2 separate regions of the Zea mays genome follow, and region 2 is linked to region 1. A link is a contact called in public Hi-C data. All regions are on one chromosome and are shown on one strand. Each heading gives the region's core, a stretch centred on a gene start, on an enhancer-like site or on the middle of the called end of the contact. The rest is flanking DNA. Distances are from core to core; before and after follow the strand shown.

Region 1 (5,544 bases), core at 2,838-5,337:
CCCCGCTCTCGCCCCTCTTGAGGAACTCCTCGTCCGTCTTGAGGTAACCCCTTTTGTTTTGGAACTGTTAATGCTTTTCTAGTTGAGCTGTATAAATTCTAGATTTTTTTGGAATATAGAAGCACATTTGTGCTAAACCTAAACTTGATTATCGAACCTGAGAAACGACAATTCTAATTATAGGAAAAAATATTTGTAAGAAAGTACCTAGACTTGTCAGCGATCTATTCAATCCCAGGCCCACTTGTAAACAACTTCTTTGTAGCCTTTTTGAAGAGAAGAGATAAGAGAAGACAGGTTGATCATTAGTCATGCAAAATAAATTACTAAGGTTCAAAGTTCAAACAGCAGAAATAAGAAATCAATTCTGGAATCATATTTTTTCATTAGTGTAACTCAATAGACCACCTTTTAGATGCATCCAAGAACAATTGTTATAGTTAAATCAAAAGCAAATATGAAAAGAATCATAAACCAAGTAAACAAACCTGATTAGTGCTTTAAACATCTGGATAGGCTTGTGTAGTATATGTTGCATCAGGGTTTCCATACAATGTAGTATATGTTGGCTCAGAATTGCCATAAGCCGCAACATACCCTGAGATAGGATTACACAAGAAAGTTAATGCAATCTGGTGGATTCTGCGACTATCCTTTTACAACGGGAATGAGATGGCAGGCGAGTCAAAGCGATCTTGTGCCAACAGTCATCTTTGAATATTGGTGTGCTGGCTCTCTTTTGTCCATAGGAAAATGTTTGACTCGCGTAATAATAATTGGCACCGACGTGCATGTGAGCCTATAATTTAAAACATAGAGATGTCAAGATCAGATTCACAGGCTGAGCTGCTTCCTTCCTTGTGCAGTACTTATTTTAAAGATGATTTGTAAAAAAAGCAATTAAAATAGTAAATAAAAATCTATGACTCTTTTTGGCAAAAACTATCAACGTCAAAAGCTTGATGCTCCATTATTTGAAACACAATGGTACTTACGTTTAGGAAGAAGGGATCCTAAAGTGTATAGTTCATACAATAAGGTGACGTCAACTGCAAGTCCAAAATAAATAAAGATTATCCTAGTCCAAAATAAATGATCTTGGACCATAAAAATTGACCTGAACCATAAAAAATATGATTCTGATGTCTAAACTTCCCTGATGAGTTGTCCAACATTAAACCATACCTTTTTTCTCATTTCGTGCTAGGATCAAGGCCTTGCTACCTCTACCAAGTAATCTGGATGTTGAATTTAGCAGCAGAGTAGAGCAGAATAACCTTAGGATGCAGGTATTTTTACAAACTGGTGTCATGTGTTTTATAGTTTGGTGCATCTAATCATTATACAAAGGGGTGTTAATTACTACTTCAGTACTTCTGAACAAGCAAAGTGATGATGCAGAACGAGGGCACATGGCACTTGGTAACTGCTACTTTTGCAGAAAATGCAGTATAATGCAAAACCTTGTAATGGACTGACACTGGTACCATCTATACTGTCTGAAGTCACTGTCCAGACTGAACATTTAAATCAGTCAAAATTTGCCTGAAATACTTTATTGGGTTACAAACAAATGACATTTATCTGCAGCTAAAAACTATGGCCGCTAATATTGAGATCCCTGAATTGATTCTATAAAAACGAACTACAGATTGTTGAATTTCTGATCGACAACAGAAATCGTAGGGGAATGGATGTGCTGATTCAACTGGTCATAGAATTTTTGTGCAGATCTCAGCATATAAGTGCATGATCTATGACAACGCTACTGCTATTCTGCTACCTGAACCTGTTGTACTGCTACTCTTCTACTCTCTTGTGAGCGACAACCAAAGGAAGCTCGTTGCTACTACTCTACTACCTAAACCAGGCGTGAGCATCACATTACGCAAATGAAATCACCTCTGCTCTCGATGTCAATGCTGTCAATATTGTCCAGATCGATGTCTTAGCATGGTTTACTTCTTACTGTTCCAACTGAACTCGGTTAATCCCACAAAGGAAAAATGCCATAGTTTCCTAGAGATATCAATTGCAGTGCTAAGAACAAGCAGAGAGGGGAAAACACCAACCAATCATTGAGGTGGTTGCCCTGTATGTGTGATTGCACATAGTAGTTCACATGATTTGTTAGCTCCACGATCCCCGCTTCTGGGTTTACTCTTTTGACTGCTAAATCACCAACATTTGCTAGTCTTCCCTGAGCAAATGACAAAGATGACAAATTCTTCGATTAATTCAGTACCTTGTAGATGGTATTAGACTGGGTAAGTAAAAAAGGCAATTAAAAGCTTGATGGTTCCATTATCTGAAGTTTGTATTCACGATTAATTTGGCAAAACTATCAACGTCAAAAGCTTGATGGTACTTCCATTATTTGAAACCAGTGATAAGCATTTCTAGTAGGTACAGTGATAAGCATTTCTTCAAACTTCAGAAAATGGACACCACACTTTCATATTGATTGAAGGCGTAAAGTATGACCGATTAATTCAGCAATGCATCAGCTTTTACAAGATTCAGGGCATTTCCAAACAGACATGCCAATAAACAAAATTCTTCAGTGGTTGCAAAATCTGTGAGAATCATTAAGTGACAATGCATCAGGATATCTCGTTGTCCAAATCATTTCTGTATATACATGCATAGTTTCAACAGGATGCTATTTTTGTCATCACAAGTTCACAACCTAAATCAACCTCAGTTCAAACAAACAAGGAACAGAAACAGAATATCAGGTAAAACTGACCTGTACCAAGCACCGGATCCAAAAGTAGACGCGGGGAGACTCCTCTTCGCTGCGAGGCAGTCAAGGGGGAAGTCTGTCATGGGACAGTGCCCGCAGGCCGCGGTCCAGACGTGCACGGCACGGACCGCTTGCCGGAGTTGCCGCGCCATCGTTGTGTGGCCCCCTGCCGTGAGGCTGCCTAGGAAGAGCTCGGTGCTGGCGGCGACGAGCAGGGCCACCTCACTCTTCAGCTTCTAGATGTCTCGGAAGATGGGGAGGAGGTGGTAGAGCAGAACCTCTCGTGACGGGGAGCAGCAGGCCCGCTTGATCGGGTGATGGTGGTGGGAAGGGTACGGAGGGGATGAAGGGGAATGTACGAGCTCGTCGCCGAAGATGGAGGAGGACCGCTTGCCTCCTCCCAGATCCCATCGCGGTGGCCTTGCTGCTCGTCTCGCAACATTTGCATGCCACGCACCATGGCATCGTGGATGGCCTCCTCCAGGTGCCGGATCTCGACCTCCCCCTCGGTCGCATCTGCCTTCCTCCGTGGCCTCGCTACCAAGGTCAAGATCATCGAGATCGACCTCACCGAGGAAGACGGGGAAGGTGGGAAGGGCGACGTCTCCGGTGTTGAAGGGGATCGGGTGTCCGGTGTTGAAGGGGCCGCGACTGCAAGATTGGCGGGGGGAGGGCGAGGGCGGCGCCATGGATCCGGGCTTGGACCGCGCTGGTGACAGCTGCGGGGAAGGGGCGACATTCACGCCACCGGACGTCCGCGCCGCCCACCTCTCCTTCGCCTCTGACGCCCATGCCCTCCGCCGGCCGGGTCGCGCGGAGGTCGCACGATTCGCGGCAGCGGGGATGCGGATGGGGATGGGGCGGCGGCGGCTCACGCGGGGTGGGGAGGGGAGGCGGGGGAACGAACGCGGGTGTGGGCGGGCGAACGGTGTGGATTCACAGAAGCGAACGGATGGTACAGATTCACCGAAGGCAGAACACAAAAAGGCAGGCTACTATTGCTTACTTAATAAGTAGTAGAGATTTGCGCCCATCTTCAATGTTAAGGAAAAGCATAACGTTTGTGCTGCCGCGATAATTGCTGTCTGCGTTTGGGTCCCACCGCCAGGGGGCCGGTCGACGTCTCCGTCCACGGGTCAGGTCTCCTCCCGCTGCCCGACGCAAGGAGCCATTGACCACCCAAGGGCCCCTGCCTAGGACGGCCCCACCTGTCTGTCGTGCCGCTGATCGCCCGTCGCTGATGGGGCCCGGCCAGCCCACCCACCCCTCCGCACGTCACGGCGTAACGCGCGGCGCGACCCATCCGTCCCCTCCGTGTTCTGTCCGCATGCGCGCGCCGCCCGTAATTTCTTTCCGCCGCGAGTCGCGGCGCCCGCTCGTGGCCGGTGCGCGCGTCCACAACCGCCGCCACCGCCTTCCCACTTCCAAATACGCCTGCTGCCACTTTCCCCATTCCTGTCTGACCATCCCCACGCCCCCCTGCTGTGGCCTCTGCTCTCTCCTGCCAGTTCACCTGCTGCCTCCGGTGCCCGCTGCTGTGCCTCGCTCGCTCACCACCACCAATCGCCACCCCGTGCGGCAGCCGCGCTGCCATCCCGCGGAGGACTGGAGGAGCACGCATATCCGAGCCTTCCCTGCCGCGTCGCATGGACTCATGCTGTCGCGGGCCGCCTCCCGCATCGCCTCCAACCGGGTGCCTGCCTAACTGGCCGATTTTCTTCCTCGCGTAGCCCCATTCCGCAGCACAAATAGCGCGTCACTTTCCCAATTTCTATCGCGTGCCCCCCTTCCGATCCTGCCATTTCGTGCATCCTGTAGCGTCTGGCAGTGCGGGGGTCATCGGGGATGGAGTGGGTGGACAGGACCAAGGCCTCCGCCGCCGCCGCCGCAGCGGCGGCGGACGAGAGGGCTGGGGGAGCGGAAGGGCTCGCGGGATACGTCAAGGTCATGACCGACGAACAGATGGAGGTGCTCCGCAAGCAGATCTCCATCTACGCCACCATCTGCGAGCAGCTTGTCGAGATGCACCGCGCCCTCACCGAGCACCAGGACACCATTGCAGGTCGGTCGCCGCAGTTGCGGGCAAAACCAATTGCTACTCTCTGCTCGTCTTGTTGTCTGTTATGGGGGTTTGCAAACGGGAATTTTTGGGGATTCCTTTGCTTTTCCTTGGGACCTGCATTGTGGCTTGTCCCATCTTTGCCTCTTTGTCCAGAAAGAAAAATCGTGTAGTTTTCTTTTCTTTTTCTTTTTTTTTTTTTTGCCATGGCTTCTCTAAAGTCCGCATGCTTTGGTTATTTATGAATAGAGCTAATTCTGGCGTTACAAGAAGATGCGTTGGCCGATCATACGAAATTATTAGCGGTCAAACTCTTTTCATTTTTACTCGCCGTCCAAGATTTGCTATTATAGTTGTTTATCGCTTCATGAGCAGGTTTCATTCATCACTGTTGGCCTTCTGTTCAATTTATGTCCAGTACTTTAGTCTGCCATCTCCAATTGGTGAAGAGTGAAGGAGTATCTTTTCACTCTGTTCATGTTGCTAGATGCATAGTTTCGGCTGCCTGGTCTGCTTTACTCTGCTCGCCATCTGTGTACTATGGCTTTTGTCTAGTCCGTTTTACTCTGCTAGCCGTCTATGTACTATCTTACAATGGTAATCATGGGTATGGGGGTAGTAAGAATATAATTCATAATGTGTTGCTAGTTTCTGTCATTAATTAACTGTAGTGGTTTCTTTTGGATTTGTTATTTGCACGAGATGCTACTCGTAACATATCTTGGTAATGGAATTGTAA
Region 2 (5,437 bases), core at 2,204-4,703, 330 kb before region 1:
TACCCCCGAAATATAGCACATATAGGAACCGAACCCGAATCCGAAAATCCGAATAAACCGACAATTCGGTCTACTTGGGTTTGGTTCGGATTTCGGTTTTCGATTTTAAAATGCCCACCCCTATTTAGCATAATTCATCATCAACCTGAACCACAAGGAACAAGTCAACCTTGTATTCGTATTAAACCTAAATAAGCATATATTTAATACTCATATATTCAAACATATAATATGACATAAATTAAAATTTAGTCAGGGAACTGATCACCCCTAAATTATCTTTTGCTAGGTAACGCGAGTTGGTACAACAACGTACCGATGATATGATTGGCAATAGACTCCAGGAGATTACTTACGACATCTTCTATTTCATTCCTTATTTTAAACCTCACTTTATAAATAACACACTTACAAATTTAAAATATTACTTTTATAAAATTATATACACAATCCGTCAGAGACAGTATAAACACAAGCGATTCAGCGTATGGCTAACCAGCCATGGTGGTAGACCACCCATGCCATGGCAGACATGTTGCCGCGCTAAGCTGTTTTAGCCATGCCAAAAATTAGCGTTGACAAACTTATTATATAAGAAAATTGTTTATGATGATACTTTTAGAAATAGTTTTTAATGAAAAAATAAAAATCTCTATGGACACCTGCACTGTTGGTTTGACAGTCGTGTGGTCTCTGGGGACTGGGGCCCGGTTCGGAACTCCTGCCAGTCTGCCCGGTGCCAGCCACTCGTCGGCGGCGGAAGGACTTGTTTCCAGTTTCCACCGTAGCATGTCGTTCAAACGTGTATACGGCAGGTCCCTAGTTGACTTAACAGAGTGAATTAAATGGGCTAAAATTCTATACATATTTAAAACTGAATAAAAAGAGAAATTTAGTTTCTTCAACACCCTCCAGTTTTGTGGCTCCCTAACTAACTTTAAGCATGCAGACCGATATTTAAGGGAAGACTCTAAGGTTATGAGTGACAATTTCGTAGCACTCTTTCTAGCACTGCCACATCATCAAACACGATATAAAATTAAGATAAAACAATACCTCTCAATACAAAATTTCACTTCACCATTTTATAGACTAATATACCAATTAAATGCTGCAACTCGATGACCAATAAAAATTAATAAAATATGTGAAGATGAAATAAAACACTCTCAATGAGGTTTTATACGGTTTCCAAGAGACCAAGACCATGAAAACGAGTTGTATAGTTTCATTTCTATAAAACCAATTTCATCTAATAGAACTCAATCCTCTTAAATGTATGTCGTGTTATCTAGAAAGCTAATGTGACAATTTTAAATGTACATGAAACTACTAAGAAACGACCATTGTAAATAGCCTAAGGGGAGGTAGAACCCTAATATTATGGTACAGTTTTTCAAGTACAAGAGATAATTAAGAGAAACATTATAAAATAAATGTAGCTAAGAGATATTATATGGAGAGTCGTTAAGCTCTTGTATTTTTCTTTTCAAATAACCTCTCAAGTCTCAATAGACCCCGGGTTGTACATGTAGCCAGAACTTCAGATGACCGAGACAATTCCTTGATTTCGCTCACAATCACAGGGCGCTCTGCTGTTCCATGCTAACACCACTGCTTGCAGCTCGAATATCTGAATGGAATATCCGACCCTGGGTCTGACGCTTTCACGCATGCGGCCCCCCTCTGATGTAGAAAGTCCAAACTCGTTCCGTTGGTGGGACTGCCGTGAGGTGGACTACTGTTCTGTTGCCCGGTGCTGACTACCACTGGGCCCCATCTGGGCCGCGCAATAGCAGCCCACCATCTTTACCGTCGGATACTAGGGGCACAAAATAAAACTGGCAGGTCTCCGCCGTCTGGATCCACAAACCCGGCGGAGCCATTCCTCGTTCTCTGAACCAAAACCCATCTTTTCTTTCCCTAATCCCCTATAATATACAACTAGCCAGTTACCGTGTTTTACTATTTTTTTATATATTAAGATATTTATTTAAATATTATTATTATTTATTTATAAATAATAAGTTACATGTGATACTGTGATCCGGTGGTTAGCTCTAAAATTTCTGAAGTAGTGAGGTGTGGGTTCAAATGTTTACTTTACATTATTTTTATATAATTATTGTAATTGTTATTGGTTATTCTAAACAATAAGGTATGTCTCTGTTTGACACAGTTTATTTTCAGTTTCTTCACAAATTTAAACAGAAGTTTTGCCAAATAGACAGCTTCTCCAGCAACTTATCAGTTCAGCTGTTTCTCAGAATGAACTAAAAGCAGCCAACAAGCAGAAGCTGCTTTTCACCAGCTTATCAAATAAGCTGCTTTTTAATAAGCAGTAGCTGTGCCAAACAGAGTTTATGTGTGGCATTGTGGTTAGATATAAAATTTCTAAAGTTGCTAAGGTGTGAGTTTAAGTATTTATTTTGCATTATATTTTATATAATTATTGTTTGTTTTCTAAACAATAAGGTATGTGGACTAGAGATGGCAATGGGTACCCGAAACCCGAAACCCGATGGGTTTTTACCCCATTAGGGTACGGGTTTGGGTCAATTTTCATACCCATGGGTTTGTTAACGGGCATAAATCTATACCCGACTGGTTTATGGGTACGGGTTTGTTCCTATAGTACCCAAACCCGTGAACCCGTGGGTTTTTTAAACCCGACCAAACCTAATGCATATTGTCATTTTATTTTATAAACGAACAACAAACTTGTTATTCCTTATTTACTTCCTAATTTTTATCAAATGGTGAGTGTATAAGTAGTCGGTGAGAGTGTTGCTTGCTTGCTATTATAGTTTTTACTAGCGTTATATATGTGGTGGATGGATAACTTAGTGCAAGGTCACTTAATTATACAACTTATTATTTGAATTCCATTCTCTCTACTAATAATTTTTATACCAAATCATGAACTCGTTGTTCATCACATAAATTTTGGACCATGATCTCATTAATCATTACGATACTTATTGATTATAGGAAGAACAAGCATATCGGAGATAAAACCCGTGGGTAACCCGCGGGTACCCGCTAACCCGATGGGTACGGGTTTGGGCAAAATCTCAAACCCGTCATGGGTACGGGTTTTTTAATGGGCATAAATATTTTTCACGGGTACGGGTTTGGGACGACAAAACCCAGCGGGTTTGTACCCGTTGCCATCTCTAATGTGGACGTGGGGCAGGACAGGTCCAAAGTGTCACAGTATCAACAGGCGCCTACATTAATATCTCACCTTTTGTACGCACCTCGTCCGTCCGATGACTCCATTTGTTCCCGCGGAACACCGATCTGCCGTCCACTTGTTAAATCGCCTGGGTTAAGTTGAAACACCATCTTTAAATATAGCAATTCCATTTTTTATTCGCTCCTCACACGTCGCCGTCGCTTCTCGTTATTAATATCGCCGTCGCCTCGCACCTCCCTTTGTTCCGTCGCCCCGCATTGCTCGCCCAGAGTTCTTGTTTAGGCAAAGGCAAAAGCAGGAGCAAAAAGGTAAGAACACTTCCAGATTCCTCCCCCATTCGCATGTCTTTCCATTTCTCGATGCTTTGCTTGCGCCCTCGTTCGTTCGTCAGATCGACTACCACCATCTTTCGCGCCTGATTTGCTTGTGTCCTCGTATTAACTGAACCAGATTTGGTCTGGACCAGATTTTAAACGACTGTGCTGTTCGTTGAATCTCAATCCGCCGTGCGAATTAACTGAATAGGGTATTTTACATCACGTGTTCAGATCTAATTGATTATAGCGACACAGTATGGCGGATTCTGAAACCAGGCGCAGATCTGCTTGGTTATGATGCGGATTTGCTGCTTGTCTAACATGTTGCTGACTGCTGTGTGATATTTGGTAGGTTTCGTTGGCGATGGCGAGCTCGTGGACGCTTCCTGACCACCCGAAGCTCCCCAAGGGGAAGCCGGTGGCTGTCGTCGTGCTGGACGGATGGGGCGAGGCCAACCCCGACCAGTACAACTGCATCCATGTCGCTCAGACTCCTGTCATGGACTCGTTAAAGAATGTGTGTATGCTTTCCTTTACACCTGCCCGTCTGCTTGGGTTGCGTGGATGCTCTTATTTTTTGGTCTGTCTAATTTATACTGTACTGTACTAGATGTCTAGACATCTTGGTTCTGATTGTTGCTAAATTTGCACTGGCTGCGTTTTTATCGGGAGCCTAATTCTTAGCTCCAGTTCAGTGATGACGGATCTAATTTGAATTAATACTTGTATGTAATGTCTTTTAGATTTTATATATAATCTTGATTAAGGTTAAGTTCTACAGATTAAGGTTATATGCTTTGTCCACACCAATACTCACTGTTATGTATATGGGGCTTTGGGGAAATCATTGAATGCTGGGTTTTTCTCTGAATACAAAAGTTTATGTAATAGGATCGTCTGAAAATGGTTATGCCCTGAGGTCACTAATGCTTTGAAAGTGTATCCATTCAACTGCTTGTTTGACCCGTTGTCTCATACTTAGTGTTAATGAAAAATTACATGGAGTTGCATGAAACCTCTGCTTCTTTCTCACGGACGAAAGATTGTTCTGTTCTGTCAGCATAATTTGATTTGCAGGTATACTGTCTTCATGCACTCACCCTTTTGTGAAATACATGTATTAGGGTGCTCCTGAGAAATGGAGACTAGTGAAGGCTCATGGAACAGCTGTGGGTCTCCCATCTGATGATGACATGGGCAACAGTGAAGTTGGTCACAATGCACTTGGTGCTGGTCGGATTTTCGCCCAAGGGTATGTTAGATATTTAGTTATTTTTGGAAATATGTTTTCTGTTGTAACTAATGCGCTGTGGTTTCAATATTGCATTTGAACATCAATGTCGAAAGCTATACTTTTTCTATACAGGCCAAGCCTCCACGTGAGATAGACATGTAGTTGCTTACAAATAATTTTGTCCATAAAAGATCAAAATCTTTGTAGCTTGGAACAGTACAAAGTTTATTCTTCATGACGATAATAGACCCTGTAATTTTGTTATTTTTATTGTCATCAATTACCAGTTTCATTGACACATCAATGATTTTATTAATTTTATTGCTTTGAGCAATTGATGCTAACTAGGATACCAATCTTGCATGTGCTGATTTGTTTCTCACTACTGCAGTGTACTTTTTGGCTCAACATTTGAATTCGCATGCAACCAAGAACTTGATCTTAGTGTACTATTTTGTTTGTCATGTTAGTCTTAGATAAAACCTTTAGTCCTTAAGAGTACATACTAGATGTTCTCTGATCTGACTGAGTACTGCATTCTTTTTGTCTATAGTGCTAAGCTTGTTGATCAAGCTCTTGCCTCAGGAAAGATTTATGATGGAGATGGGTTCAACTACATCAAAGAATCTTTTGAAAATGGTACTCTTCACCTTATTGGGTTGTTGAGTGATGGTGGTGTCCACTCCC

What was found. Hi-C and Micro-C count contacts between places; a contact is called where the count stands out from the background.
Region 2: a contact with region 1 is called in a Hi-C map of bundle sheath, with 3 times the contacts expected there. The contact joins the promoter of LOC100381658 here to the promoter of LOC103651072 in region 1. A contact is called at or near these places in 3 of 25 Hi-C or Micro-C datasets (bundle sheath, ear and leaf).

Annotation. Positions count from the first base shown.
Region 1 is chr3:190,593,381-190,598,924 of Zm-B73-REFERENCE-NAM-5.0, reverse strand. It overlaps LOC103651072 (WUSCHEL-related homeobox 8-like), which reads left to right and starts at 4,087. Exons shown (of 3, transcript NM_001301436.1): 1 at 4,087-4,808. The coding sequence starts at 4,592.
Region 2 is chr3:190,927,680-190,933,116 of Zm-B73-REFERENCE-NAM-5.0, reverse strand. It overlaps LOC100381658 (23-bisphosphoglycerate-independent phosphoglycerate mutase 1), which reads left to right and starts at 3,453. Exons shown (of 10, transcript NM_001174473.1): 1 at 3,453-3,507; 2 at 3,869-4,033; 3 at 4,641-4,768; 4 at 5,304-5,437. The coding sequence starts at 3,881.